Linked DNA regions of Triticum aestivum: region 2 is linked to region 1. The links are chromatin contacts, called in public Hi-C maps. All regions are on one chromosome and are shown on one strand. Each heading gives the region's core, a stretch centred on a gene start, on an enhancer-like site or on the middle of the called end of the contact. The rest is flanking DNA. Distances are from core to core; before and after follow the strand shown. Region 1 holds the start of LOC123092223 (probable inactive receptor kinase At5g58300). Region 2 holds the start of LOC123092225 (ABC transporter I family member 6, chloroplastic).

Region 1 (6,299 bases), core at 1,328-3,827:
AAGTAGTCAGCAGTTTGGCGCAGCCCACAAAAAGTTAGATGGGTCATCCATCATTGAAGTCTGTCTCCCGCAATTTACCGATAGACGATGAGTTATTGATGAGGGATGTATGGACTCGCTGGTCTGGTCCGGCGCTGCACTGGTTTGGCCCCTTCACTTGGCTCCTTTATCCTTTCTTTCTCCCCCGCGGCTTTTAAGCTTTGAGACGAGGTGATGCAAAATCTTAGCGAGTAAGGATGCGTTTGGTTGAAGGTGTCGTATGAATGGGTTGAGACCGCTCAATTTTTTTGAGATTGAACCATTCAATTCATGTGTTTGGCTGAATATAAGTGGTGAGCTAATTATTTAGGACGGGACCACCAGTCATGCTCACATAGTCATGCATGCAAAGGGTGGCCATTTGATTCGACCGATTTGGTTGGGTGGAACGGTTCAGCATCTTCATGGCATATTCTCTTTTTTTGGCTCGAATCATTCATGTGCTTTATAATCAAACATGTCTATTTTCTGAACGATCCCAACCCATTCATGACCGCCCTTGCAACCAAACGCACCAACTAAAACTGAACCTGGCTACCTGTTATTCGTGGCAGCGATAGGTGGTGGAGAGAGACCTCAAGCGCGACTCCATCCCGTCTGATCCCGTTCGGGTAAAACGGACAAATCAGATGGCCCAGCGCGTGATCGATTGGACCCATCATATCCGTTTTGTGTCCGGCTCGACCCATTTTAAGCGTAAACATGCGCCTGGTTTGGGTCCAGACGGACAGAAAACGGACGCGCCGCTCGTCCGCATCGTGGTCGCGTGGTAGGCTGTCGCCTACCTCCCACCGGCCAACATTAATGCGCACGCGTGGTCAGTCCCACCTGTCATCCGCCCAGGCGCGCGGTAAGCGTCCTTCTTAAATGCGAAGCCGTGGACCTGTCGCAGTCCACGCTCCCACTCCAGCCTCCTCGAAACAAGACACCCAAAACCTATCTCGCTCTCCCTTCCCCTTCCTCGAGCTCGCTGGCCACCGACAGCCATGGTGTGGTGGAGCACCGGCCGCAAGGGGGCGCACGATCACGAGGTTGGCTCGTCCTCGGGCCGCCGCTGCCGCGGCGTCAAAGCTGAGCCTGCATCACCACCACGGAGGGCCCCCACGCCTCCCGCATTCACCATCGCCCTTACGGCCGTCGGCGAGCGCGACTGGCACTACATCCATGCGGATGTTTGCCGACGTTATTGGGAGATGAGGAGGCCGCTCCCCTGGAGTGACGTGCACCTGCCCAATAACTGGCATTTGTCCGCGGATCGGGTGCCGATCCCGCCGGTCCCGACGAGCGACCGTGCGCGCCGCGGGGAGATTGAACGCCGCCGCCGTCTCCTGCCAGACGACCTCTACTACGACCCCAGGTACGCCGTCGACTCCGACCTCTAGGACACGTGGTTCCGGGACAAGCATGACACGCGGCGCGCATCCTTCTTTGTCGGCACCTCATCGGGGCCGCGGCGGACACGTGAGCGCCGCGCGCGTGCTCCGAGCCCTCCCAAGTGCGCAGGCGTAGGGTGGTGCATGGCATCACGCCGACGCCTTCGCCGTCGCCCTCTCCGTCGCCACCACCACCTCCTCGCATGACAGAGGAGGAGGAGGCTTGGCTCCTTCAACGTGTCATGGAAGACTACATGAACACGCACGATGAGCGCCAATGGGAGGGCCTAGAGACCATGATGGCCCTCTCTGGGGCCGGCGACATGGCCGTGCCGGAGCTGGAGATGAGGGAGCAGCAGCCCGTCCCCGCGCTCCACGGGCATGATGGGCCAGCGGTGGAGCTGGTCGTGCACGGTCACGGACATGACCGACGTCATGGGGGTGTGAACTGGTGCCCCACGCCGCCGCGGTCACTGGAGCGCAAGACGTCGCCAACGGGGGAGGTGGTGCAAGCACCTCCCACCTTCCAGCAAGCTCCCGTCTAGCAGGCACCATCGTCCCACCTCTGGATGCCGCCGGCCTACGTCGACCTCGTCAGCGACGAGGAGGACAACGACGACGCGTGAGAAGACGGCGAAGACTACGACAGGAACGCGCAGGCGGCAATTTTCTTTTGTTTTTTATGTTAATTATGTCTATGTGAACCGTGGGACGGGGCTATTATGTGGTCGTGATGTTCAATTATGTTCTTTTTTATTTTATTCGTTTATTTTAGTTTTTGCGTTTTTTTAATCACGTCCATCTCGAACATGATTTGGGGTGTGGCCACGTGTTGGGTGCATCGACACGACAATGGCCTCAAACGAACATGAACAACCTCATTACCGCCTCAAACGAAACAAAAGCAGGTCAAACGGGCGTCCGTTTGAGGTGGTACGCTGGAGTTGGCCTCACGAGATTAACGAACAAAATAGTATTAGTATGGCTCAGCTGGCGCGGTAGAAAGACAAGAGAAACCAATTCAAAAGAAGAAGAAAACTGGTGAGCGGACTAGTGCCGTGCAGCGGTTACAGTCCGGGTTTGACCAGCTAGGTGGGACATGTGCAGTGCAGGTGGTGGGGCACGAGGGTAAAAGCGCATAGGCAGCGAGAAGAGCGTGCCGCTGCGCAGAAAGTTATTGCGGCTCCACTCCATCCGGGCCGGCCCAAGCCTAGTGACTAGTGTCAGGCAGCCAGGCAGCGCTCCTCCTCGTTTTAAACGCTCCGTCCTCTCTCCATCACCTCTGCTCTGCTCTGCTCTCGACTCGCACCGGCACCACCGCCGCCGCCGTCGCGTACCCAGGCAATCTCTACACCGGACGGGGACCCCTTCCGCCGCGCGCGCTCCAGGTACCGCACCGCTCTTGCGCCCCTGCATTTCCCTCATTTTTCTTACCTTCTTCTCTGCGCCTGCTTGGTTCATGTTCAGTTCCACGGACACGGAGGGAGGTGCTTGTTTTTAGACGTTTTGGTTTGAATCCTCCTGCTTCTACTTCTCCTTCTCCCTCCTGCGATCCTTTCAGTTACTACAAGGAATTGTGACCACGGTCGACTTATGTGCGGCTCTATGGCCGGTTTTATCGGCCAGACGCTCCTCAATTCCCGTTTCTAGTTGTTACCCGTCCACTATTATCTCGTAACACCCTGCTTCTCATCACTAATTAAACGACTCTATGTTTGTACAGTCGATTACTGCCCTTTCAAGGTTTTTCTGTTTTTTGCCAAGGCCCAACCAGGAACCAGGCTAACCAACAGTTTCCAGTAAATAATGAGTCTGCCGCTTGCCGGCAACAGCAATACCAAACGCTAGATTTGCTCTGCACAAGAAAATACTGCCCTTATAAGCTGAAAAGAAGGCCATACAAAATTGAACGTATTTGTTAGCTATACATTTGTTCTACAGACTAGTACTCCATCTGTAAAGAAATATAAGAGCGTTACAGTCTTTATATCTCTTTACGGAGGGAGTAATAGACAAAAAAAAAGGGACTATGTTCACAATAATGCAGAGGCCGGAGGTCTAACCTCCTTTTTGAAACAAAATAGACTATGTGTTTTAATCTGTGTCTTACCTATATTTCTTGTTTTTTTCCTGGTGGAATAGTATAGATAGATCTAGCACTAGCAGTAAAGCATCTATGCCATGAAGCCTTTTAGTAGTACACTAGTACTGTACAGTACATTCTTTTTCTTTTGCTTTAAAAGAAAAGCCACACTTCTACTGCGCTAAAACGTCTAGAAAAACGAAGCAATATTACACACGGCGACACTGGTTTTGATGAGCTTTTAAAGGCTGCAAAGGCGTCAACTCTGAACCCTTGAAAAATCATGTCCTCGGCATTGGTTTTGGAGGACCGGCCAGTACTCGATTGTTCCATGAAATTAAAAATACCGTACCACACATTTAACTTGGTAGTACTACTCAGTAAACAGTTGCACGCTAACCTACATCTTGTACTGAGTAAACAATGCTGCTGCTCCAACCCTGGGGTCCAATTGCATGTGCAAATCTCACTCTGGATCTTCTCCCACACACTAAGCATCTCCATGCCACTGCCCTAGCTTCCCGACTTCACATAGTTAGGCTAGCCTGGTTCAGATTTGCCTTTATCTGTGTCACTTCTCCTTCAACCTTTATTTAGTTTAGTGGGATTCTCCTATCAATCAGCAGCTTTTTATATTGGCAATTACCTTGCATACTGCGCTTTTTATCCTGAAAAAGAAATGAATGAACATCATGTGTGTTGATTTCACTTGCTAATGGATTAGCTCAAAACTGGTGATGAGGCTGCTGCAATCATGTAAGATCTGACTGATTGGACTGTGAGCTTTAGCGTGCTGTCCTCTACAGTATACTTAGCCTGTCTTAGTTAAGCTGAGCCCACTTCAACAAAGTGCCACATGATGTGGTTTCCTGATGTTGGAAACGAGCCTTAGTGTCTAGACTATATTTGGTTTGTGGTAATCCTACTTTGGTGTTCCATTCAAGAAAGTTGTGTGTGATATGATGTGCTCATCTTGGAGACCAGTATTCATGAGCTTTAGTTTCCTCCTTGCATCCCCTTTCTCTGCTTTATTGATGCCTTCCGTCTTTTACATCATTGCATCTCGACCCTACCACTATGTTTTATTTTTTACTTTTAGTTACTTTCTTGTGCAACTTTTTATCTCATGCTTGTATTGCCTTTCAATGAGCGCCGTTCTTTGGATGCATAATTCTTGTCCCTGGTGTTGATTAGCTGTTATTCATTTGTTATCCTGTGATTTGACAATGCTTCAGGGGCATAGGGAATCATCTCCGTAGTGAATAAGAAGGCTCAGTAAAGGGCTTGGTTGCAAAACCAGCCTAGAGGCTTCCCATGCATAATCTCTGATCATTCACACTATTCGGTTTCCTCCGCTTTATTTGACTTCCTTTTAAAAAGAGAAGCAAGCTGCACTAGCTTCAAACACAAGTTTATAAAATTATCAGGCTTCAGTAGGAATATTTTTCTTTTGATAGTGCTTTGGTCTTTCATGGCATGACAGTGTGGGCCTTTGCCTTTGTGGTTTGTTCTTCCTGAGTCCTCATTACGTCTTCGACAGGTGCGCGCATCTACACACTGGCACAAGGAACTGTGTTTCCTCCCACACTCCGCGTGCACACACACATATCTGATGTCATTGCTTGCAGTTTTATAACGAGTTAAAAGGCAAATGGAGTTATGTTTAAAGTTGTTCTTTCAGTTTATCATATTTTAGCACTAAAGTGTTCATTTTTATTGCAGCTGTTTGATTATTACATTGGCCTAAACAGATGAAGTTGTCTCTCATTTAGTGACATTGACTCCGAGAGATCACTAATGGGCTATCTAAATCTTAGAGGCCCTTTGCTTCCATTGCTCTGTCTGCATCTGCTGCTATCACTATTCATCCCATTTGCTACAGCAGACATAGCCTCTGAGAAGCAAGCTCTTCTTGCTTTTTCCTCCGCAGTCTACCATGGCAAGAAGCTCAACTGGGGTCAAAACATCTCACTGTGCTCATGGCATGGTGTAACATGCGCAGAGGATCGATCACATATATTTGCGCTTAGGGTACCAGCTGCTGGGCTGATTGGTGCAATTCCTCCAAATACTCTTGGCAAGCTTGTCTCCCTTCAGGTGTTAAGCCTGAGGTCTAATCGGCTGAGCGGAAGCATTCCTTCTGATGTCACTTCACTTCCTTCTTTACGTTCCATATTTCTTCAGCATAATGAACTGTCAGGAGATTTGCCTTCCTTTTTTTCTCCCGGCCTCATTACCCTTGACCTTTCCTATAACTCCTTTACAGGGCAAATGCCTACAAGCTTGCAAAATCTTACTCAGTTATCTATCCTGAATTTGGCAGAAAATTCTTTGTCTGGACCTATTCCTAATCTCAAACTTCCAAGCTTAAGACAATTAAATTTGAGCAATAATGAGCTGAATGGCTCAATTCCTCCCTTCCTCCAAGTATTCTCAAATACTTCATTCCTGGGGAACCCTGGATTGTGTGGGCCTCCTCTAGCTGAGTGTTCTGTTCTTCCTTCGCCGACACCCTCGTTACCGCTGTCACAAACATTGCCACGACATGGAAAGAAAGTGGCTACTGGATTTATCATTGCGGCTGCCGTTGGAGGCTTTGCTGTATTTCTGCTAGCTGCTGTGGTTTTCACCGTGTGCTTTTCAAAGAGGAAGGATAGGAAAGAAGCGCGAGCGGATTACAAGAGCAAGGGAGCCGATGGTGCAAGGATTGACAAGCATAAAGCGGATGTCAGCAGTGGTGTCCAAATGGCTGCCAAGAACAAGTTGGTTTTCTTGGAGGGATGCAGTTACAGCTTTGACTTGGA
Region 2 (6,299 bases), core at 2,538-5,037, 250 kb before region 1:
TACCATGATGTGAACATAGCTAGGCTTAATAAGATCCAAAAGACGTTGGTAATGTGTAATCATCAGGACGGAGTTTTGGGGAGTCAAGAGCCCATTCACTGCATGAGCTACATCTTCAAGTGCATCAACATCTAATCCAGAATCGATTTCATCGAGGAGGGCTAAATCAGCCCCAAGGACCTAATTCACAAACTATGAATCAGAAGTGGAAATTTATTGATGTAGATAAATAAAGATTTCTGATAAAAATGTTCAACAAGCATTCTCTGTGTCAAAGAAGGTATGCTTTAGACCTATGCAATAAAATTTGCTGATAATGTTTTGTAACAAACATATACCTAACAAGTCTCAACAAAACAAGGAGATTGGCATGCTGCATAGAATAATGAATATATAATACAAAATTAAAACAATAAAGTGTACACGAAGATGGTCATCATTTAAGGAAAGAAATGCCTAATGAATCTCAAATGCATACACACCACTGATAGGTCTCGGCATCAGATTAAGCTTCATACAGAACATGTTCAGAGCTGAAAATGTATGGAGACACAAAAAGGCTGGCAAAGAAATCTAGAATGAATTCATTGGATAGGGGAATAAATGGAAGAGTTTAACTCAATGGTTCGTTGCAGCAAAGAAGAGACTGCAGGTAAGCCAACAGATTTATTTTCTGAAGATCCTCAAAAATTAACTCCATACAGCTTTGAGATATTATGCATGTATATGGTTTAATTTGTAGCAATATGGTCATCCTTGGATACCAAGTATTTGTGGAACTATGAACTGGTATTATGATGGTATAACATCCCATATTGGCATTATAATCAGTCCAGCAAATCAAACAGGAACTGCTATTCATGATCCTCTTATCAGATGGACTGGTTGAACTCTCTAATTTGCATATGTGAAACAAGGCATCTAATCTTTCGAAGTTCATTTGGTCTGGTTTAGCATTTGGTGAACTAAAAAACTTGCTAGTTCAGATTTTATTAACTGTCAGCAACTACTTGGTCTAACAGTTACATTTTTCAACAACATACTGTATTGAATATCGCAATCTCAAATACTTCTATTTTTGTTAATCTGCGAAAAAATTGATACATGAAACCTGCAATATCTAATAGGTGATACAATGGTAGCACATAAGTGATGTAACAGCCAAATTAGGGTGTCTGATAGCCCATAGTAATCTTACAGAAAGTTGCAGTATCTCATTGCGCTTTCTTTCTCCACCACTAAATCCTTCGTTTACATTACGATCAAGGATCTTTGGCTCCATCTTTAAGGCCTCGACTTTTTGTGATACAACAGAATAGAACTGCATGATAAGGCAAAATATATGTCAGTTTGTACTTATCATAGAAACTAGTTAGCAACATACAACACCATATTATTCTCTAGTACGCTAAGTATAAAAAGATTGATGGCTATACAATAACATAATTGTCAAACCTCAAGAGGTCCCAAAGCTGGGAGACCGTCCTTCTCTCTGCGAGCATTTATTGCCATGAGCAGAAAATCATAATTGCTCACTCCAGGAATTTCAATAGGCGCTTGGAAGCTCATAAAGAGGCCTGCAAGAGATCTTTCCTCTGGCTCCATGTCAATTAAGTTCTCACCCTTGAAGAGAATGGTACCACCAGTTACCTCGTAGTGTGGATGGCCAACAAGAACCTGTAAAAAACAGACAGAACACTCAACTGAATGTCTAGATATGAGAGCCAGGAACAAGGTCAAATCAGGTCACCTTGGAGATGCAAACAAGGCAAGGGGTTGAATTAAATTGCACAATTATGGTGGCTGAACTTCCCACAGAATTTGCAATGCTCGCATTACATAAGAAAGCTCGTCGAATACTTAAGGGGTTGATCTCCACAGGTCCTATAAGTTTAAGACCACAAGCTTGACTATACTTTACTGGCTGTGTTTTTTAACCGGGCCTGAACTTACAAGGGTACTTCAAAACTTCTTGTATAAGTGGTTCATCTGGTTGGTTATTTTAGCAACAAAATGAGCACCAGCATTTCCTTTAACAATTTGGAGTTCACATGATGCCAAAACAAACTTGGTTGCATGGGTTCCTTAAAGTATTTTCAAAATACAAGCTGCAAAACAAGTACTGAGCATACCATGTTCAGGGCCATTTGCATTGTTTGCCTGGAGCAGTTTGAAGGAAGCTTTGAACTGCAAACAAGTCCCTGGTTCACCCAAAAGGGGTCAAACGGATCTGCTTTACTGCAGTGTTTTTGTCTTTATGGCCTATTCTCAGCAAGATGGTCACTTAAGGGGAGTTGTTGTGACATCTTGCTGATGCTTTCTACAAATAATTTTGTCTTTGCAGCAACAGGGAACATTGCTGAAGGGAGTTAGGCTGTTAGGGGAGCAACCGATGGTGGACATGGCGGTCAGCAGAATCAAGTGATAGCCCAAGGTCCTAACAGAAAACAAGTTAACCAAAAGGAACCTTGCCACATGATAAGGTTAGAACCTTTATGCGTTCTTGCAACAGATCTTGGTAGTCTTTTGTCGCTCTCTGTAAGAATTTAAGATGATCTGTTATGCAAACTTTGTATGTCACTGTCGAAAAAAGCTCTATTATGTTCATATGTTCTAGCAGAGGTGTTACTTCAAGTGATTGGTGGATGCTGTTTTATATGGAGGGGCTCTGATTGCTCACTGTTAACTGGAATACCCGGCTCTTTCTAGCCTTAATTTCTTCTGGATTTGGTCCCCAAGAGGTTGCACGAAAATAGGCTCATGTATGCACCATACATCCAAACAAGAGACATAAAAGGCATAACTCTTGCAAGAAAATCACCTCGTCCATCATGGTTTTATACATCACTAGATGATCCATCAAATTTGGTTAAATGACCCAATTCTTCATTTCGTACTTGGCTTATGAAGGACGAGGTGGTGATGGGCTAAATCCATTTGATTCATTAAACCAAGTGACCTAGGATTGTATGGATCATTCACCATTTTAATATTTGATTCCTCAAACCAAATAACACCTAAGATTCCAATCACAGTTGCCATACTAGAGAAGGCACGTGTAACTTAAATGGCATCGAAATAGGCAAGCACACAAATTGAATACTGATTCTAATATATCCTGGAAGGGAAACCAGATTGAACTCTTGATTTTGGCCATTTCGATCCTCTTGATCTCCATTTCTCAGAGACATCTCAAACAGGCACATAAATGCACGCAGGCAACAATTTCTCAGTGGTTTTCATAGTAACAATCGAGACAAATTTGGACGCGTGAGCTGTAGGACCTAACCTTTGTGAGGGTGCTCTTGCCGGAGCCGTTCTTCCCCATGATCGCATGAACCTATTATCACACGCAGACAAACCCAACACAAGTCAACACACCAACCCTTGCAGACCCAATCAAGCACTACACCAAACGAGCCGCTAGTTCTTCCAACCCAACACGAACCTCGCCCTCGCGGATGGTGAGGTCGACGCCTTTTAGGATCTGCTGCCCAGTCTCCTTGACGGAGGCGGTAAGCCCGTGTACCTCGAGAAGGAGCTTTCCAGCGGACTCGGTCGCCGCGGCGGAGGCCACAGCCGAGCGGTGCCGTGGCCGCACGGAGATATAACCCAGCGGCGGGTGGCCGCGGAGGATGGGGCGGGATGACGAGGAGGAGAAGAGAGGGGATGAGGAGGAAACTGCGGCGACGGCGAACGGCGGCGCCATGGGAAGGTCAGGGGCGAGGCAGCAGGTGCGCGCCTCAAGATGCTTCTTTCGCGGCGGCTTCGGATGACGACGGGGTCAGTAGTGGGCCAGCGGCGTCGTATTTGCCGTCCTCTTTGGGCCTCTTTGGGCCGGCCTGTTCACACCCTAACAACTCCACGGTACAAACCCGAACTAGGTCGAAATCTCTACTTCTCTCTCTACTACCTAAAAAAGGCGTAATGATCCGTCTCCCCTCTTACGTCGTCGCACTCGCACCCTTTCGGTTCTCTTTCGTCCGACGCACCCCGCCCCGCCGATTTCTTTTTTTATTCTCCCGTACCAAGTTCTTTTCCCGGTAATCAATCATTTCTCGTCGCCCCTCTGATGTAACCCCTTAATTACGCCGAAATCTCCGTGTACCTTTCCTGAAATATCACGCGAGACATCCTCATGTTGTCTTCAGGGCTGGCCCTGAGGGGGGGCAGGTGGGGCGGCCGCCCCGGCCCCCGAGTAGGAAGGGCCCCCCGATTGATTTGGTTTCCTATAACAGGTTGACTGATTCTCTAAAAAGAAACAAAAAATAATTGATGGATTAGCACATCGTGCAGTCTTCTCGGCTTAATACTCTTCCTTCCCGCAACAAATCAGCCTTGCCATGAATGACGACGCCCCGCCCACTCGTCTAATTGTAATTTTTGGCTGCTAGGCGCCATTAGTGGAAGAAGGTAATGCGGTTTCCAGATTCCCATCAATCTTCTCTTCAATGCAAAATTTTTCTTTCTATTCTTGTTGGATCGTTCGTTTCCTGAAGATTATCCTCGTACATCTCTCTTTCTCACACTCCAGTTTCTTGTATTGATTGGGATTAGAAACAGAAACTTGGACTTCTGTTCGTGACGTAGCAGCAAAATCTTGTGATTTCGATTTTTCTAGCCATCCAGGTACCTTGTTCCATGCCTTTCTTAGCACTTTTATTTAATTAGCAATATTCTTAATTTCTTGTATCATATGTTGCGTGCTGATTAGCAAGATTACTATTCATTTAGACGGATGCCATCCAGAAAAAAATCCATCTGATAATTCAGGAAAAACATGCATATGAGTTAATTGAGTCACACATGAGTTGTTGGCATTTTTTTCAGAGCAGATACAAGTGCTCTACGAATTCCCTGCAAATATAAAACAATATCTCTACTTCTAGGAACTCCAAGGAGTTAGCTTTAGTTGTTGAAAACTATACCAGGCGTCAAGCCTGGTAAGCTATCTAAAAAAAATAAAAAAAATAAAATAACTAGTGAAAACTATAGGAAGATAAAAAATTTAGTAGGCATGATAGTGCTACTAATTCACCTAATAATACAAATATATACAGTATAAGGGTGGATTGACAAGATCGACTTTTACTGTGAATGTTTATGACCCCAGTTTCTTAATAGTCAAGAAGACAAGGCACCATAAATTATAGTCTGCCAAATATTTATTTGCAGTTGAAATAGAAAAAAATATGCACATGTTTATGTGGCTTTAGGGCCCCTCCGTGTTGCCTCGCCCCAGGCCCCGGAAATCTCAGGACCGGCCCTGGTTGTCTTCTTCTGCTTCCATCTACCCGCTGCCCAAAAATACCAAACCCGAGCCCCGCTGCTCACTGAGATCTAACATTATGACGGCGGCGGGAAGAAATGTCTCGTCAGCAAGCCCGCTGCCACTTCATGCCCACCTACGTGATGAAGGCACATGCGGGTGGCTGAGAGATGGGAGCTCGCCATTGGGGAAGTCTCGCAGCAGCAGCTCGAGAACGTCCGGAGCAAGATGCGGAACGAGGCCGCCACTATGGGTGCTCGTGCGTCCCATAGTAGTGTTCTCCTGGATCGCACCGTCTCGCGCCTTCTTCCATCGCATTGCGGTTGCCGCCATCGTCCAACAGGTTATATCCGCTTTGCTCCATCTCCCAGGCGCGGCCTTTGTCAGCACCGGCCGTCGTTGGCCCGTTGCTATCCAACAGAATGCCCTCCACCCCGGCCCGTCCTGCCCCATCTTCATGGTCTACTTGTCATAGGCGTCTTGCAAACATAGTGCCTTTGAGACAGCTTTGCTTGCAGAGTACGTTGGAGCTGCACCGAGGAGAAGATGTCTAGCAAAAAGTATTGAAATGAGGCTAGAACACATCAATATCTCACCTAACCAGGAGAGTTGCTTGTATTTGGTTTGATTTCACTTTATCAATGTTATTATAGTAGCCGGATGCAACGGAAACTTGCCATGCATTCTAATCAATTCGAAAGTGTTGTCTTCCTCTTCTGGTGAAGTTAGCTACTGTCGTTCAATCGTTTTCTAGAGAGGCTCAAGGTCTCGCTATTGAGTTTTATTGGTAACGTGTGCAGTTTTTGGACCACCATGATCTATTTATCCTATTTGGCAGTGTCGATGGAGAGGTAAATCTATTTTCTCAGTTTTTTTGCATATTTTCCTCATCTAATTGCAGACGCTAATATATTCTTCAGGTAACTTGAAGCATCGAACAACATATAAGGTTCTTTGATGTGTACACCATGGATACGAGAGAGATTGATGGTGTATGCAACCTAGCGACTCATGGTGAGCACTAACTTTC

Evidence for each region. A called contact is a pair of places that touch in the nucleus more often than the background predicts.
Region 2: a contact with region 1 is called in a Hi-C map of leaf, with 4 times the contacts expected there. The contact joins the promoter of LOC123092225 here to the promoter of LOC123092223 in region 1. A contact is called at or near these places in 2 of 5 Hi-C or Micro-C datasets (both in leaf).

The regions. Positions count from the first base shown.
Region 1 is chr4B:374,437,894-374,444,192 of IWGSC CS RefSeq v2.1, reverse strand. LOC123092223 (probable inactive receptor kinase At5g58300) reads left to right here and starts at 2,577. Exons shown (of 3, transcript XM_044513928.1): 1 at 2,577-2,800; 2 at 5,218-6,299. The coding sequence starts at 5,293.
Region 2 is chr4B:374,687,315-374,693,613 of IWGSC CS RefSeq v2.1, reverse strand. LOC123092225 (ABC transporter I family member 6, chloroplastic) reads right to left here and starts at 3,787. Exons shown (of 7, transcript XM_044513930.1): 1 at 3,449-3,787; 2 at 3,290-3,340; 3 at 1,456-1,677; 4 at 1,199-1,321; 5 at 4-180. The coding sequence starts at 3,709.